5 separate regions of the Mus musculus genome follow, and all the other regions are linked to region 4. Evidence: chromatin contacts called from public HiChIP or PLAC-seq data. All regions are on one chromosome and are shown on one strand. Each heading gives the region's core, a stretch centred on a gene start, on an enhancer-like site or on the middle of the called end of the contact. The rest is flanking DNA. Distances are from core to core; before and after follow the strand shown. Region 1 overlaps Rbks (ribokinase). Region 2 overlaps Babam2 (BRISC and BRCA1 A complex member 2). Region 3 has its middle 17 kb from the start of Ppp1cb. Region 4 overlaps Babam2 (BRISC and BRCA1 A complex member 2). Region 5 overlaps Plb1 (phospholipase B1).

Region 1 (2,700 bases), core at 147-2,646, 410 kb after region 4:
GGGGTGGGGCTGGGGGAGGAATTGGCGCGGTTTCACATGATTGGTCCATTTAAACATTAACAGACTGTCAGAAGGGCGGGAGATAGGGAGGCACTAGGCCAGTCAGGACATGTAACGACAGGCCTGCCCGGGCATGTCCTAGCCTGTTCTGCTATGTTCTCAGCCCCAGGTTTCAAAGCTCACAAACAACTCTTTGGGCTATTTGACATAAATTACATGAATCACAGGTCTCAAGGTTTATTTCCTTTCAGATTCTCATGAACTCACTAAAGGGTTCATGGAGAACCTCACCTAGCCCACAGCGGAGTGAAGGTCAAAGTTCCGGGGAAATTCTGATGGCCACTGCTGGAGCTCTTTACATCCTGGCCTGCATAATCAGGGGCTCTAGGATACTAGCTTCTACCCCTTCCAAGCCCTCTGACTCTTCTCCTCTGAGCTGGGAACAGAAAATCAACCTTGCTCTAACTCTCAAAGGATGGAGTCCCTATGATGGTGACCCCTTCTGTTCCTGGAACCTTGTCTGCCCCCACTCATCTAGGTCATGAGTTTCTACTACATGTAAAAGAAATGGCCTCTGATATACCATGTAGTCTGCCCTGCTGTGTTGAACACCCATTCTGCCAGGCTCTCCTGGACCCCCTGACATTGTCTGAATTAGTAGCTACAACAGTCCCATCATACAGGTAAATAGATGCAGAAAAGCTGAACAACCTGCCAGAGATCACACAACCAGTACATCAGTCAAATGGGGGTTTTGGATCTGTCTGACCCCACCCCATTTGTGCATGGTTCCACTTGAGAAAACATCTCAGTTGTGAGTTTTTCAAATGGCAGAGAGGCTTCAATACAAGTGAGAAGGCAACCCACTCACCATCCCTAAAAGATGACTGAGGTAACAAAGAGACTGAAGAGAGATTAAAAGGTCCTTCTGCATGGTGTCCCTGAAGTTTGGGATGCCTAAACCCAATCAGGTTCTCATGCCTCAGCTCCTGGACAGGGGAAGGAGGCAGAAGTGTATGCTTAGACATCAGTGCCAGAGGAGGGTAGGCCTGACTGCCAGGCCAGCCTAGAGCAACTGAGGCAGCTCCCTAAAATGATCCCTGGAAGGCAATTCCATTCCGAACCAAATGCAGAGAGCAGGGCTGACCCGAGTGCTCTAGAGCAAATCTGGCCCCCAGCACCATGTAGAAGGTAGTGGGGACCCTGACAATTTACATCTGCTCTCTCCTGAGCCCCTAGTCAAATCCTTGAAAAAGAAATGGTGTGTCATCATGTTTCAGCCATTTCTGAAACCACAAGCAGACTAAGGAATTCAGCCTGCAGTGTGGGCTCTGAATAGCTCTATGGAGGGAGAGGCCTTGAAAAGAAAAGCAAGTGGTATCTACTTGTCAGATGGAATGTGTGAAGACATCCAGGAGGAATGTGGGGGCTCTGTTCGGGTGGCTCGGGCAGTTTGGCCTCTGAATCATGCCATGTGGGTTCAGATTCCTAACAGATGAAGCCTCAGGGCTGACATCACTCTCGCAAGATCACCCGGGAGCTGCGGTGCTGCCCAGCAAGTGTTTTACCTTGGGGATTTTCCCAACCACATTTAATATCTGTCATTCCTTCCAACTCACCCATTTTCTGTCATCTGGAATTTGACAAACTAGGACTCTTATAAGCCTGTTTCATTGCTGGTACCCCCCTCCTGTAAGATGAGGCATTCTTAGAATGGCATGTGCTCTCTCTCTCTCTCTCTCTCTCTCTCTCTCTCTCTCTCTCTCTCTCTCTCTCTCCCTCCCTCCCTCCCTCCCTCCCTCCCTCCCTCCCATAGTTTCCAGGTAGCCTCAGCTCTGGTGACTTCTGATCTCTGTTGTTACACTTCAGCCTCTCACTCCCAGGACGACAGTACCTGCTTGAAACCCCCAGGCCTGCTCTGGCCATGGCCAGTTTCCTCCCATCTTCTCCATCTTTCTTACCTTCCTCAGTTTCCTGCATTTTCTCCTTCCTGTTGAGTCCCTCCTGGTTGTTGTTCCTCCCTCAGCAGTAAAGAGTCTCTGATTGTCCTTCTCAGCCTTTATCCCCTGAAAACAACAATTCCTCTGTTGTCCCCTTCTTCCCCCACACCTGCCTGAGGCAATCTAGTTCAAACTCTCTGCTCCTGTGGCAAGCATAGAGGAAATGGTACCTGCTGTGATTTGAATCCAATTGGTCCCCTCACACTCACATTCTGAGTGCTTGTCCCCCAGGGGGTGGCACAGAGGACCTGGAGGACAAACAGCCAGGCCAGCAGGTGAGTTGCTAGGCACAGGCCTTTGAAGGCTATGTCAAGCCACACACTCCTACCATGAAGTGCTTTTCTTGTCCTTACGGACCCCTGCCCCAGCCCTGGAATAATGAGGAAAACAACCCTCTCCTCCTCTTTTACTCAGTTCTTTGGTCACAGTGATGCAAAAGTAACCAACACGGTATCGCATGCAGGGCACAGGGAGAGATTCATGATCTTCGTGTTTATCCCTGACACAAGCTCTTCCCACAGGCAGTCAAGAAAGCCTCTCCGCCTGTCCTTCCTAAACCCTTCCCTAGACAAGACTAAGCAATGTCTGCCTTCCCTGTAAGGTTTCCACAGCAAACTTGAGCCACTGTAGTGCAGAATTACATGCAAGTGGTCATCCACACCCTAGCACAATCGAGGTCATAAAGAGGTGGCAGTCCTGC
Region 2 (2,700 bases), core at 109-2,608, 280 kb after region 4:
CTTCCCTCCTCTTCCCTTTGTTAGGAGCTATGATGCAAGACCACAGTTACACTTCATATGCTACTGGACCCTGCTAAAGACAGGCTTCTCTCTCATAGAAATGAAAAGAATAGCCTGGAGTACAAAGAGCCTGTGCCACGACAGACAGCTCAGGGTGCTATGTTAAATAAAGTAACTCGCTCATGAGTTGGTATCCCCTTTATTAAACAGGTTCTTTTCTTTGGTGGACTAAGATTAAAAAAAGCAATTACTAGTCTACAGGAAGAAATCAGTTGCCAAAATCTAGCTTTCAACTCACAGAAAGCTAGATGTTCCCTTTTCTAATTCCCATCCACTATGGCAAGATACTGAGAAACGACTAAAGTGATGTTTCTCTCATCTTAAAGGGTGAAGAGGGTACTTTAACCACTTCTGTGTTCATTATAGTTTGAAAACTGTGAGGCAAATACTCAAGAAATTCACTCAGGTAAAGAGACTTAACAGATGCCAGTAACAGGAGCAGAAGTTCTGAGTGCTGAAAGAAACAGAAGAATTAAGTAGGCAACAATATGGCCTAATTAATTAGACTGAAGCTTAAAATCAAACACTCTAAGCAAAGCAAAATCCTGTTGTCCCTCTAAAGACTTCATCTGCACTGGGGAGAGGACTTCCACTCTTCACAGATGTTCTACTGCACACATCTGCATCATGGGAAAACAAGGCCAGACTTAGAGGTGACAAGAAAGATCACTTGCATTTTTGCCCTAGTCCAGCAATATGGGCAGAGTTCTTTCAAACTGCTACCTATCCAAAGCCTTTATAATTTGCCAAAGTTTGAAGTAATTTGTTCTTTCAAAGGAAGAAAGCAACAACAAGAAACAATAGTGTGTTTCCTGCCTTATGAAGAATACAACAGAGCTTCCCAACTGCACGTCCTAGAGACACATGCCAATTGCCTCACATGTACAGGAAAGCAGCTACTGATAGAGGACCAAACAGAATGGTCTACACAGGGAGGACAGAGCACAGAGCACACACGAACTGCCAGATTTCACCCCTGAGGCTGGCACATACACATTCCAGAAGGCTGGGGATCCTGGACCTTTGACAACCAAATTCCATCATCTTTCTCTGAGAGAACAGTTATCTTTCCAGAAGATGCATCAGAGAAATGCTACCCAGAGCCTTGCCAGGCCTATCTGCACTTAGTGGTCCTGGCCCTGCTTCCATTGTTCTTCCGTCTGTGTTGAGCCTCCATCTGAGACCATGCAGAACCACCTGAGCAAGAATCATGTTTGCCTGCACGCACCAACATGATCTCAGCCATGAGCCCACGATATGCCATGTGTGAGTCACAGGCAGTGATGATGGTAAAAAGAAAAACTAATATTTGGAGTTCACCAAATAATGAGTCACGCTCCTGGGAGAAAAGGAATCCTTACAGCTGGCAGCTCCTTAGTATGAAATTTTTAAATTGTTGTAACATTAATATTAATTCCATGAAAGCTGGCAAGAAGGAAATGAGTGAGAAATGCAGTATTTGGTTGCCTGGTACCATGTAAAGCCCAGTTCATGCTCCAAGAACAAGAATGAGAAGGACATCGACTGCCTACTCCTGACGTGCGTGCCTCCCACACTCACCCTGACAAGCTGCTCCATCTCCCACACAACACTTCCATACTAATTTTGACCCTCATGAGTTAAAAAGAAGTCTTGCTTTCTCGGTACCCAAATGCCAAGTGGGATCTTGTGGGCTCTCACCTTTATAAAGGGAATGTTTGAAAACAGGCCCCTTTGGCTGTGACATCAGTGAGTTGCTGAGGCCTGCAAGGGCCGGAGGAAAGATTCCCAGTCCCTCGCAGCGCTGCCGCACTCCTACGGTACAATCTGGCAATGGCCAGGGACCAAAGCTTTAAAGCTGTTTTATGGTATTTAACATATGGTCATAAATTGCTCAGTGCTCTAAAGAGGGGCTAAATTTGCCACCCCTATTGATGAGACATGTTCTTATTTATTTAAATTTAGTGGCAAACTGGCATTTCTCCAGAAGGAGAGGGTTAGGCACAAGTACAAAGAAAGAACTAATGAGAGCTGGTTTGCAGCTCTGCTATGTACTGAACACAACCACTATCAAGCAGGGGCTTACCATGAGAAAAACAATAATAGGGACAGATTCCAATGTCTAAGGCCCAAGGAGGGGGAGGAGTACAGATTTGATTCGGAATACATTTTTTATTTTTTTCAGAATACATTTAAAAACTTTTAATCATTTTCTCTTTTTCCTCCAACAAGGGCTGTCTACCCATCTCTCTGTTGCCTCTGCCTCTTTATTCTCCTCACAAATTAGAGATCCTTGGTCTTTACTTGAAATCTCTGTAATTCCCTAGAATATCCCAAATCTTGCAAGCATTTTCTGATTTTGCCATATTTTTGGCTAAGTTTTTTTTAATGGATATAATTCTCCATCTCTAAAAATATAATCCTACCAAGATATTAAGTTCCCTTCCCTCTACAAGTCAGCAATCATATAGCATTTGAGTGTGTGGAGGGTGTATGCAAATGATATTAACAGGGATGGTGTCAACAGGTAAATACCAAAGCAGCGTCACCAGTGAATTCGGTTTTATATCTATACGGTGATTATCTTGCTTAGATCTGGGATGTGAAAGGGATTTCTACAAGCTGGAGGTTCGGCAGCAGTCTGGGAACAGTCTTTTTAAA
Region 3 (2,700 bases), core at 193-2,692, 410 kb before region 4:
ATCAGCTGCTGGATGAAACCTCTCTGATGACCATTGGGCTAGGCACCAATCTAAGAGTATAGCAGAATATCTAAAATTTCAACTTCTTGATGGAAAATTGCTTCCTTTTTTTCTCCTTTACACCCCTACCCCTAGCTTCCCCCCATCTCCCACCCTTTTTTTTTTTTTTTGGAGACAGGTTCTGGCTATGTATCCCAGGCTAGCCTTTAACTGGCTAGCCTCCTTCATTAGCCTCTTAGGTATTAGGAATACAGGGATATGACTCCTTACTGGCCTTAATTTGGTTTCCTAACTATATTGATCTAGCTGACAACAGTAGTGCCTGCTTGTAATTCCAGTTCTGGAGGCTGATGCAGGAGGATTGTTGAGTTTGAGGCCAGCCCACTTAGTGATTCTGTCTAGAAATAGAAAATAAAATTAAGGATTGAGAAGTAGCTCTGTGGTAGAGTGCTTCTCTGCCCAGTACTAAGTCCTGGATTCAATCCCCAGGACCTCCCACAACCACGAATCCTACCAGGAAGAGCCTGTGCTGACCAACAGATATAAATAATGAAGAAGTGATACTGTACTTATTAGTCAGCCCATTATAATTCTGATTAATGCTAATTGTCTTTTCAGTGCCAGCTCTTTCTTAAGTGAGCCAAGAGCAATGGAATTACAAACTCTTGACCTCAGACCAACATAATTTAGAAGAAGAATGTGTTATGGGCGTATGTGTGTGAGTGTGCCTGTGCACTATGTGTGCTTGCATGTGTGTGTGTGTGCTTGTGTGTGTGTGTGTGCTTGTGTGTGTGTAGGCCAGAGGTTAACTTTGAGTGTTGTTCCTCAGAAGCCAGCCACCTTGTATGTTGAGACAAGGTTTCTTAATGAGACCTGGGGCTCACTGATTTGGTCAGGATGGCTCGTCAGCGAGCCTCTGTAGTCATCCTTGACTCATTTGTACCACCATGCCTTGCTTTTTTACATTGAACTCAAGTTCTCATATTTGTTCAGCAAAGATGTTACACCTAGAGCTCTCTGCTTAGCTCTCCCTTTTCTTTCTTCTACCCCTTCTCTCTCTCTCTCTCTCTCTCTCTCTCTCTCTCTCTCTCTCTCTCTCTCTCTCTCTGTCTCATCCTTGAACTCCTGGCAGTACTCCTGCCTCAGCTTTCTAACTGCTGAGCCACATGCCTCGACCCGACACACATATTTTAAGGCCATCTATCTTTCTATTAATTTGTCCATGCACCAAATGAGAAGAAACATGTAGAATTCAGACTCCTGATGCTTCTGTCCTTCCAGAGGGGAAAGCTTATTCAGTTTACTAGAACTGTTCAGCCAGAGTCACTCCCCTGGGTCCTGCCTTTTTACCCTTTTCAACACCTGTGACCTCTGAGACACTGAGGCCCATGTCGATACAGTTTAAACATCTCTGCCCTTTTGCTTTTTCGAATGCCATTTGTCATGGTTGGCTTGAGTCATAGCCTAGTAAATTTGGAAAAGATACACAGTGAACTTGGCCAGGGCCAATGTCATGAAGGCTGAAACAGCCCATCTGGTGCACCCCTCCTTCCTTATCACACATTTTAAAAACAGGGCAAATAAAACAAGGCAGCATAAAGCAATCACAATGGCTATGCTCTCTAAATGAGGAAATCATGGGCTGTATTTGCCACGCACACATTTTACAGCCTCTTAATGGAAGACTGTTCTTCTTGGTCTCCATCTCCTCCCTGTCCTTCCCTGGACTGCCACTACTGCTGAGCTCTGTCCTGATCTTTGCTGGCCCTGACCTGTTCTCCATCCTCATCTTCCTGTGATCCATCCTACCTCCTTTTTTTTTTTTTTTTGGATTGGCGCCTCTCCTGTCATTCAAGTTTCATCTAAAATGCTACCCTTCAGAGAGGCTGTCACTGATGGCCTCACCTAATCACTTTCTAGCACACTCTGCACAGCAGAGTCCCAAGGCTGGTTTAAGAAGAGCTGGGGATCAAACCCAGGGCCTCAAGTATGTTACATGCATAAGGTCTTTACCAATTGAACAACATCTCCACCCCAACACACACACACACACACACACACACACACACACACACACACACGTGTATATATAATCTTATCTATTTATTTTTGTTTTTGTTTTTGAGACAAGGTCTCTCTGTGTAGCCCTTGGCTGTCCTGAAACTCACTCTGTAAACCAGGCTGGCCTTGAACTCAGAAATCTGCCTGCCTCCTCCCTGACCCCTGGACCCCAAAGGTGGGATTGAAGGTGTGTGCCACTATGCTCAGCTGACTCAGAAATCTTTTATTATATTATATTTTCCCTGTTCAGACTCTCCTAATATAGGGAGAGGAGAAAGAAAGGCAGAGAACAAAAGAAAATGTTTCTGACCTGAGACATTAGCGGCATCCAACTATTTCTCTCCTTAAGGGCAAAGTGCTTTGATCTACCTCCTTTGGGTTTTGATCAGAGATTTTAAAGCTGTGCCAAGTAAAAAGCTGACGAGTTAGATGGAGGCTCTCACTCAGTATTTGTGAGCACTCACCCAGGCTTTACTGCCATGTGAAATCAGGCAAAAACAATCTAAGTGCTTGAATTTAAGTAGCCAAGTTTAAAAGCAGAGTAAAAACACTTGCGCTGAGGATTTTTTTCAAATGAGACTAAAAAAGAAAAACAAAAACAAACAAGCAAACAAAAACCCTTATTGGCAGCAGATGGGA
Region 4 (2,700 bases), core at 182-2,681:
GGCACTCCTGTGTTCCAGCAGTCTACATGTGCATCTGTACATTTACATGTCTGACTCTCCCACCCCTGGACAAATGTGTGCACCTCACCTCTTCTGCACCTCCAGGCCTACTCCAGGGTTAGGTTCACAGCATACATTTCAATGTTTGCTGAGTTGACTTAAATATACATAGGGCTTTCCGTGACAATAGGACATTAGCCTGTGCATGTTCTGCTGTTCCTGGTAACAGTACTACTGACACAGCAGGTTTGGAGCAAAGACGACAGATGGTAAAAGAGGCAGCTGCCAAGTGTCAGAAATGGCTGCAAGTGGCTTGGGACAGGCAGGCAAAGGGGAGAAAACATCCTGTCTCTTTCTGAAGTACTTACTTTTTGCAATCATTGTTGATGTTTCATTGATAAGTATAGTTACATTTATTGTTGGCTATAAACAATCCAATAATAGGTCTGCAAACTGAAAGGGACCACTTTCTGTACATATAAACAGACAGGTTACACTCTAAGGACTTAACTCTAAATAAACTGTGTAATTAAGTGACAACAGGAGCTAAGTGTGTGAGGCTATGCCTTGATGACAATTGGGCTAGCAGAGCTCAGCATCTGAGAAGAGAGAGAAAGCCTGTTGGATGAATGTACACTTGCACTGACCAGGCTGCTCATCTACAGAGAAATCTTATGTGCATGAGTAGTTGTATAATTTTTTAAGCATGAAAAAAACATTTTAAAGCCAGGGGTAGTGGCATGTGCTGATCATACCAGAACTCAGAGGGAAAGACAAAAGGATCAGGACTTCAAGTTTGGTTATAGAGTAAGTTTAAAGGCAGCCTGGGGCACAAGGGAACTTATTTTTTAAAAAGAAAGAAAAACACTTGAAGAAAATATTATTATATTCTTATAACTCTGACCATAGGTAAACGTGGAATGGAAAGCCTTTGGAAGTTTTGTTTTGTTTTGTTTTTTTGCAGCTCATGAGAACTAATATGCTAATATTGTAGGCTAAAGATTTACACACACACACACACACACACACACACACACACACACACACATACACACACACACACTCCTGGTTTTAGGACGTGCTGGCTGGACATGGGAGTGGAGAAGCTGTGAGACTGAATACTTGGGTCAGAAGAGCCAGTGTGGTGAGATGCACTGCAGTGTGACGCAGCAGAATGAAAAGACATCACCTAGCATGGATCATAAACAGATTCTTTGAAAGACCAGAGACGAAGATCAATCAGTCCTTGCTTAAACATTGGATGGCTGCCTGGTACAAAGGCCTATTTTGCTTTGCTATGTAATTTCCTCACTACTTAGCTACAAAAGCGTATCAGAATTGAATTCTAGTGCTCTGTCTAAATGGGAGCTGAGTCACAGGTACCTGATGCTGTGTCTGCAGGCTGAAGTGGATGACTCACGTCTGTGAAATTCTGAGAGAAAGTACCACCCGACCCCTTGCTTAGTCATCTTTTGCATGGATGCTGGGTTCATGAGCTCTGTAAACTATAATGAGCTATCTAGCCTTTTACCATCTCTTTCTTCTTTTCTAAACAGTACAAATTACAGCTCTAAAAATAACCTCATCTACGCAAGTGAGTCACTGTGACCTAACAAGCTTCCACAAGTAGTTACCCAGCTCAGTTGTGATATTTACTTGTGAAGGTACAAATCTTGTTGTCATATTAGCCCCCATTTTCTTCTCCCTCAAGCTTCAGATAAGAATTTGGTGAACTGGGGAAAGGAGAAGGGAAGAAGGTTTCAGGGAACATTTTTTTTTTTTTAGGAAAAAAAAAAAAACATAATGTACCCAATGCTTGAGATGTTCAGGATTGTAAATAGAGCTTGTGGGGAAGGAATTCACTGGAAGCTATCCCTGGGCTTGAGATGTTTTTCAGTTTTTCAGAAGGTTTGCCTAGCATTTATAAGACCCAGGGTTCCATGCCCAGCACTGCATAAACTTGGGTGTGGTTGTAAGATCAAAAGTCCAAGGTCGTCCTAGGCTACCTAATGAGTTTGAGGCCACCCTGGACTAGAAATCCTGCTAATCAATCAATCAGTCAGTCAGTCAAATAAGTAAAGCTATTCCTACCAGCATATGAGAGCTAGAATTTTAATATTTTAGGCTAAAGACGTTTCTCTTAGTAAGGAGAACATATTGACTATGGAAAGACATCTCTTGATAATTCTATTTTCTTAACAATTCTGGACTGTAAATGTATGACTTTTTTGATAAAAGGCATAGCTGCGCCAATAAGTTTGTATGCATTAAATGTTCATCTTTGGATCCTAGAGACATACACTAAGCCTTGGCACTCTACCTGTCCACTTGGCTACTTTCTGACGCTCAGGCCTGACCTCTGGTCTTCAGATTGCCTGGTGAGACTTCCATTGCCAACTCGCTGTCTTCCTACCCCAGCCTGTACAATGAATTCAACCAGGGGCAGGAAGCGGCTGTCTCCATGGAGCTCCTCTCTTCACGAGTGAGGCAAAGCTGCTCAGATACCAAAGTGCCACTCACTCACACTCTGGCTTACTTGGGGAGACTGGAAAGGAACAAACTTCCTACTACCACCAAGCCTAACACTTGCCACCACTGTCCCAGCTTCTCCTGTCAGAGGTCAGACCTCTTGGCCTCACCCAGACAGTCACGTGAACAGTCGCAACTAGCTGCTGAGGGTGCTTAGGGATAGAATGATGA
Region 5 (2,700 bases), core at 18-2,517, 310 kb before region 4:
GCAGGGTGGGAAGGGGAGGGGAGGGGAGGGGAGGGGAGGGGAGGGGAGGGGAGGGGAAGGGAGGCGGGAGACTGAAGAGAGACAGCTCAGTGGGTAAAGTGCTCGCTATGCAAGCGTGAGGACCTGCGTTGGAATCCGCAGTGCCCATGTAAAAGCCAGGCACAGCAGTGTACCCCTGTACTCTCCTTGGGGTAGAGACGGTGCACCCTTGAAATTCACTAGCCAGCTAACTAGCCATATTGGTGAGCTCCAGGCTCAGAGGGAGACTGGGTCTCAAAATACAAAGTGAGGAGGGCAGCGAGTTGGTTCAGTGAGGGAAAGTGCTTGCTACACACAAGCCTGAAAACCCAGAGTCTGAGTCCTGGAAGTCCATGATGGAAGGAGAGAACTGGCTTCTCAAAGATGACCACGCACCTCCCACGTGTATACACACCACACACAAATAATAACATCAGAGGGCTGGAGAGAAAACTCAGCAGTTAAAAATGTTTGCTTGCAAAGGACAAGCATTCAGTTTTCATGCCAAGCAGCTTATAGCCGTCTGTGTCTCTAGCTCTAGGGACCCCCAACCCTCTCTTCTGGCCTCTGCAGGCACAGGAGGGCACACAGGCACACACACATGCACACAAAAGAAATCTTTGAAAATTTAATGCTGGTGAGTTATTGATTGGAATATGACATTGTCCTCTGGCCTCAACTTGTAGGAGCACAAGGAGTACATGTATACATGTACCTGAATGCACATACCCACATGCCCCCTCCCAAAGAGAGAGGAGGAAGGGAAGAGAAGAGGAGAAGAAGGAGGAGGAGGAGGAGCACTGACAGAGCCTGGTGATCAAAGCCTGGGCTCCATGCATATGACAGTAACTATGTGGAGGAGGAGTGGGAGCACTGACAGGCTGAGGAACCAGGCCCTGGTGAACAAAGCCTGGGTTCTATGATCATGACAGTTACTAGGAGGGGGAGGAGGAGGAGGAGGAGGAGGAGGAGGACTGACAGACTGAGGAGCCAGCCCTAAAGCCTGGGCTCCATGCTCAGGACAGTAATCCTAACAGTCACTAGGTGCTAGAACGCCCACAGGGCCCAGTGTTTTGTAGACAAAGTAGTCCTTCCTCATGTGACACTGAGGAGCTATCACGGCTTCTGCAGCATGGAGATTCACACTGAGCCCTGGGTCCTGGTTAGGCTTCCAAAAGGAATGTTCTCTGTAAGCAGAGTGAGTCAAGCCTGTGCCGTCTCCCTGGTGACAAGAACACAGCAGCGATCCTTCTGCAAAGCAAATACCCAGCACGCTCTATGCTCTGTGCTCTGCTCCGTGCAGGAAGTCAATGAACCCAGTCAGACATTTCAGCTTTCATTACCTGGGTTTCTGTCAACAACAGAGAGCCCAGAGAAAACAACCACTGCTGAGCTATGTGAGGGGCCCTGACAGCCAACTGTCAAGGATATGAGACAAGACAGAGAAAAGCAGAGGAAGCGAACTGAGCGATTCACGATGTTGTGAGCCACTCTGAACAGATGGCTCATGTCCCTGAGAGACAGGAGGTGGGACTGGAGCCAGCAGGGACAGAGCCTGCTTGTGTAGTAGACGGGCTCCTATTGCCCCTTTAACAGTGCAGTGGTCAGGGCTATGTTCAGGAATGGTTTGATCCAGGTTCTTCCCTCATAACTTTCTAGGTGACTTTGGCTGTTTAAGAATGTCTCTAGCCACAGAGCCCACACCATAGTACCTGTGCCCAACGGTGTACAGATTACAGGAGATATTCACGTGGAAGATCTGATGCAGGTCCAGCACTCAGGGATGCTCTGCGTACCGAGGTTACGACCCAGCTGGGTCCTAGACACTTCCCCTTGCTGTTCCCAAATTCCCACCTTAATCTCTTTGCTAGTCCCCACATCAACTCACTGAGCTCTGGCTCCTTCTTCTGCCACATTTAATCCTGCCTTGTTGTCCAGGGTACCAGTAGAGAATCCAGTGATGGAAGGGTTGAACTTCTTCAGGATGTCTTTAGAGAGGGATGAAGCAAAGAGCACAGCTGAAAGGAACTGAGGTGGGCATGTAGTTTGGAAGCACATGTGGGTGGGAGTGTGTGTGTGGGTGCTTATCCCTCTGGGGCTGGCCGATTTCCTCCCCTGCAGACAGTGCCCTCTTTCCCCCACTGTAGGCAGAAGCCCTTAGTCTCAGTGAGGGTTATGGTGGACATTTTGGTGAGGGATACTTACTGGGAAGTGTGGTATGGGTCTCCAACTTTCCATCTCCTCCAATGCTGAGGAAGAGAAAGTAACTTTGTCAGTCAATGTTGCACTGACCTTCGGCCTCCTGGGCTGTCACAGGTAGGAGTCAGGACAGAGGGATTCTGTCCTTGAGGCATTTCTCCTTCCACCCTCAGAGCTAACCCAAGCATCACCCAGTCTCTTTGGATATCAGAGTTGGGCCATGTGGACTAGGCCTACCCCTGAGCAGGTGGTGGGGAATCCACTTGCTATACCTCTTTTGTTTGTTTGTTTGTTTTGTTTTGTTTTGTTTGAAACAGGGTTTCTTTCTGTAGCCCTGGCTGTCCTGGAACTCTGTAGACCCACTCTGTAGACCTGGCTGGCCTTGAACTCACAGAGGTCCGCCTGCCTTTGCCGCCTGAGTGCTGGGCTTAAAGGCTTATGCCACCAGTGCCTGGCTTCTTATACCTCTTTAGGGGACTATTA

The links. HiChIP or PLAC-seq counts read pairs in DNA pulled down with a chosen protein or histone mark.
Region 1: an H3K27ac HiChIP or PLAC-seq map of the NIH/3T3 cell line shows a contact between it and region 4, with 3 times the contacts expected there. The contact joins two enhancer-like sites. A contact is called at or near these places in 1 of 484 Hi-C or Micro-C datasets (cumulus cells) and 7 of 115 datasets of contacts at active chromatin or transcription factors (the NIH/3T3 cell line, VIP interneurons, cardiomyocytes and 3 more).
Region 2: a contact with region 4 is called in a FOXA1 HiChIP or PLAC-seq map of pancreatic cancer cells. The contact joins two enhancer-like sites. A contact is called at or near these places in 3 of 484 Hi-C or Micro-C datasets (cerebral cortex, cortical neurons and embryonic fibroblasts), 1 of 115 datasets of contacts at active chromatin or transcription factors (pancreatic cancer cells) and 1 of 9 other capture datasets (liver).
Region 3: a contact with region 4 is called in an HNF4G HiChIP or PLAC-seq map of pancreatic cancer cells. The contact joins two enhancer-like sites. A contact is called at or near these places in 1 of 115 datasets of contacts at active chromatin or transcription factors (pancreatic cancer cells) and 1 of 9 other capture datasets (embryonic stem cells).
Region 5: an HNF4G HiChIP or PLAC-seq map of pancreatic cancer cells shows a contact between it and region 4. The contact joins two enhancer-like sites. A contact is called at or near these places in 1 of 115 datasets of contacts at active chromatin or transcription factors (pancreatic cancer cells) and 1 of 9 other capture datasets (embryonic stem cells).

Annotation. Positions count from the first base shown.
Region 1 is chr5:31,628,982-31,631,681 of GRCm38.p6, reverse strand. All of the region lies in intron 7 of Rbks (ribokinase), which reads left to right. The region is part of intron 2 of Gm38424 (a long non-coding RNA gene); the gene reads right to left. Among named protein-coding and RNA genes, the nearest start is that of Mrpl33, 16 kb to the right of the region's middle. Within about 2 kb of position 1,396, at least 145 of the 459 cell types and tissues checked have an H3K27ac peak or open chromatin away from gene starts, as enhancers often do. A contact at or near this core is called in the NIH/3T3 cell line and pancreatic cancer cells, where this site is marked.
Region 2 is chr5:31,749,814-31,752,513 of GRCm38.p6, reverse strand. The region is part of intron 3 of Babam2 (BRISC and BRCA1 A complex member 2); the gene reads right to left. Among named protein-coding and RNA genes, the nearest start is that of Babam2, 53 kb to the right of the region's middle. Within about 2 kb of position 1,358, at least 64 of the 459 cell types and tissues checked have an H3K27ac peak or open chromatin away from gene starts, as enhancers often do. A contact at or near this core is called in embryonic fibroblasts and pancreatic cancer cells, where this site is marked.
Region 3 is chr5:32,440,308-32,443,007 of GRCm38.p6, reverse strand. No RefSeq gene overlaps it. Among named protein-coding and RNA genes, the nearest start is that of Ppp1cb, 17 kb to the left of the region's middle. Within about 2 kb of position 1,442, at least 33 of the 459 cell types and tissues checked have an H3K27ac peak or open chromatin away from gene starts, as enhancers often do. A contact at or near this core is called in pancreatic cancer cells, where this site is marked.
Region 4 is chr5:32,034,667-32,037,366 of GRCm38.p6, reverse strand. The region is part of intron 10 of Babam2 (BRISC and BRCA1 A complex member 2); the gene reads right to left. Among named protein-coding and RNA genes, the nearest start is that of Gm52770, 37 kb to the right of the region's middle. Within about 2 kb of position 1,431, at least 115 of the 459 cell types and tissues checked have an H3K27ac peak or open chromatin away from gene starts, as enhancers often do. A contact at or near this core is called in the NIH/3T3 cell line, embryonic fibroblasts and pancreatic cancer cells, where this site is marked.
Region 5 is chr5:32,344,943-32,347,642 of GRCm38.p6, reverse strand. It overlaps Plb1 (phospholipase B1), which reads right to left. Exons shown (of 59, transcript NM_001081407.1): 49 at 2,224-2,267; 50 at 1,907-2,006. All of the region lies in intron 1 of Gm36840 (a long non-coding RNA gene), which reads left to right. Among named protein-coding and RNA genes, the nearest start is that of Gm36840, 8.5 kb to the left of the region's middle. Within about 2 kb of position 1,267, at least 168 of the 459 cell types and tissues checked have an H3K27ac peak or open chromatin away from gene starts, as enhancers often do. A contact at or near this core is called in pancreatic cancer cells, where this site is marked.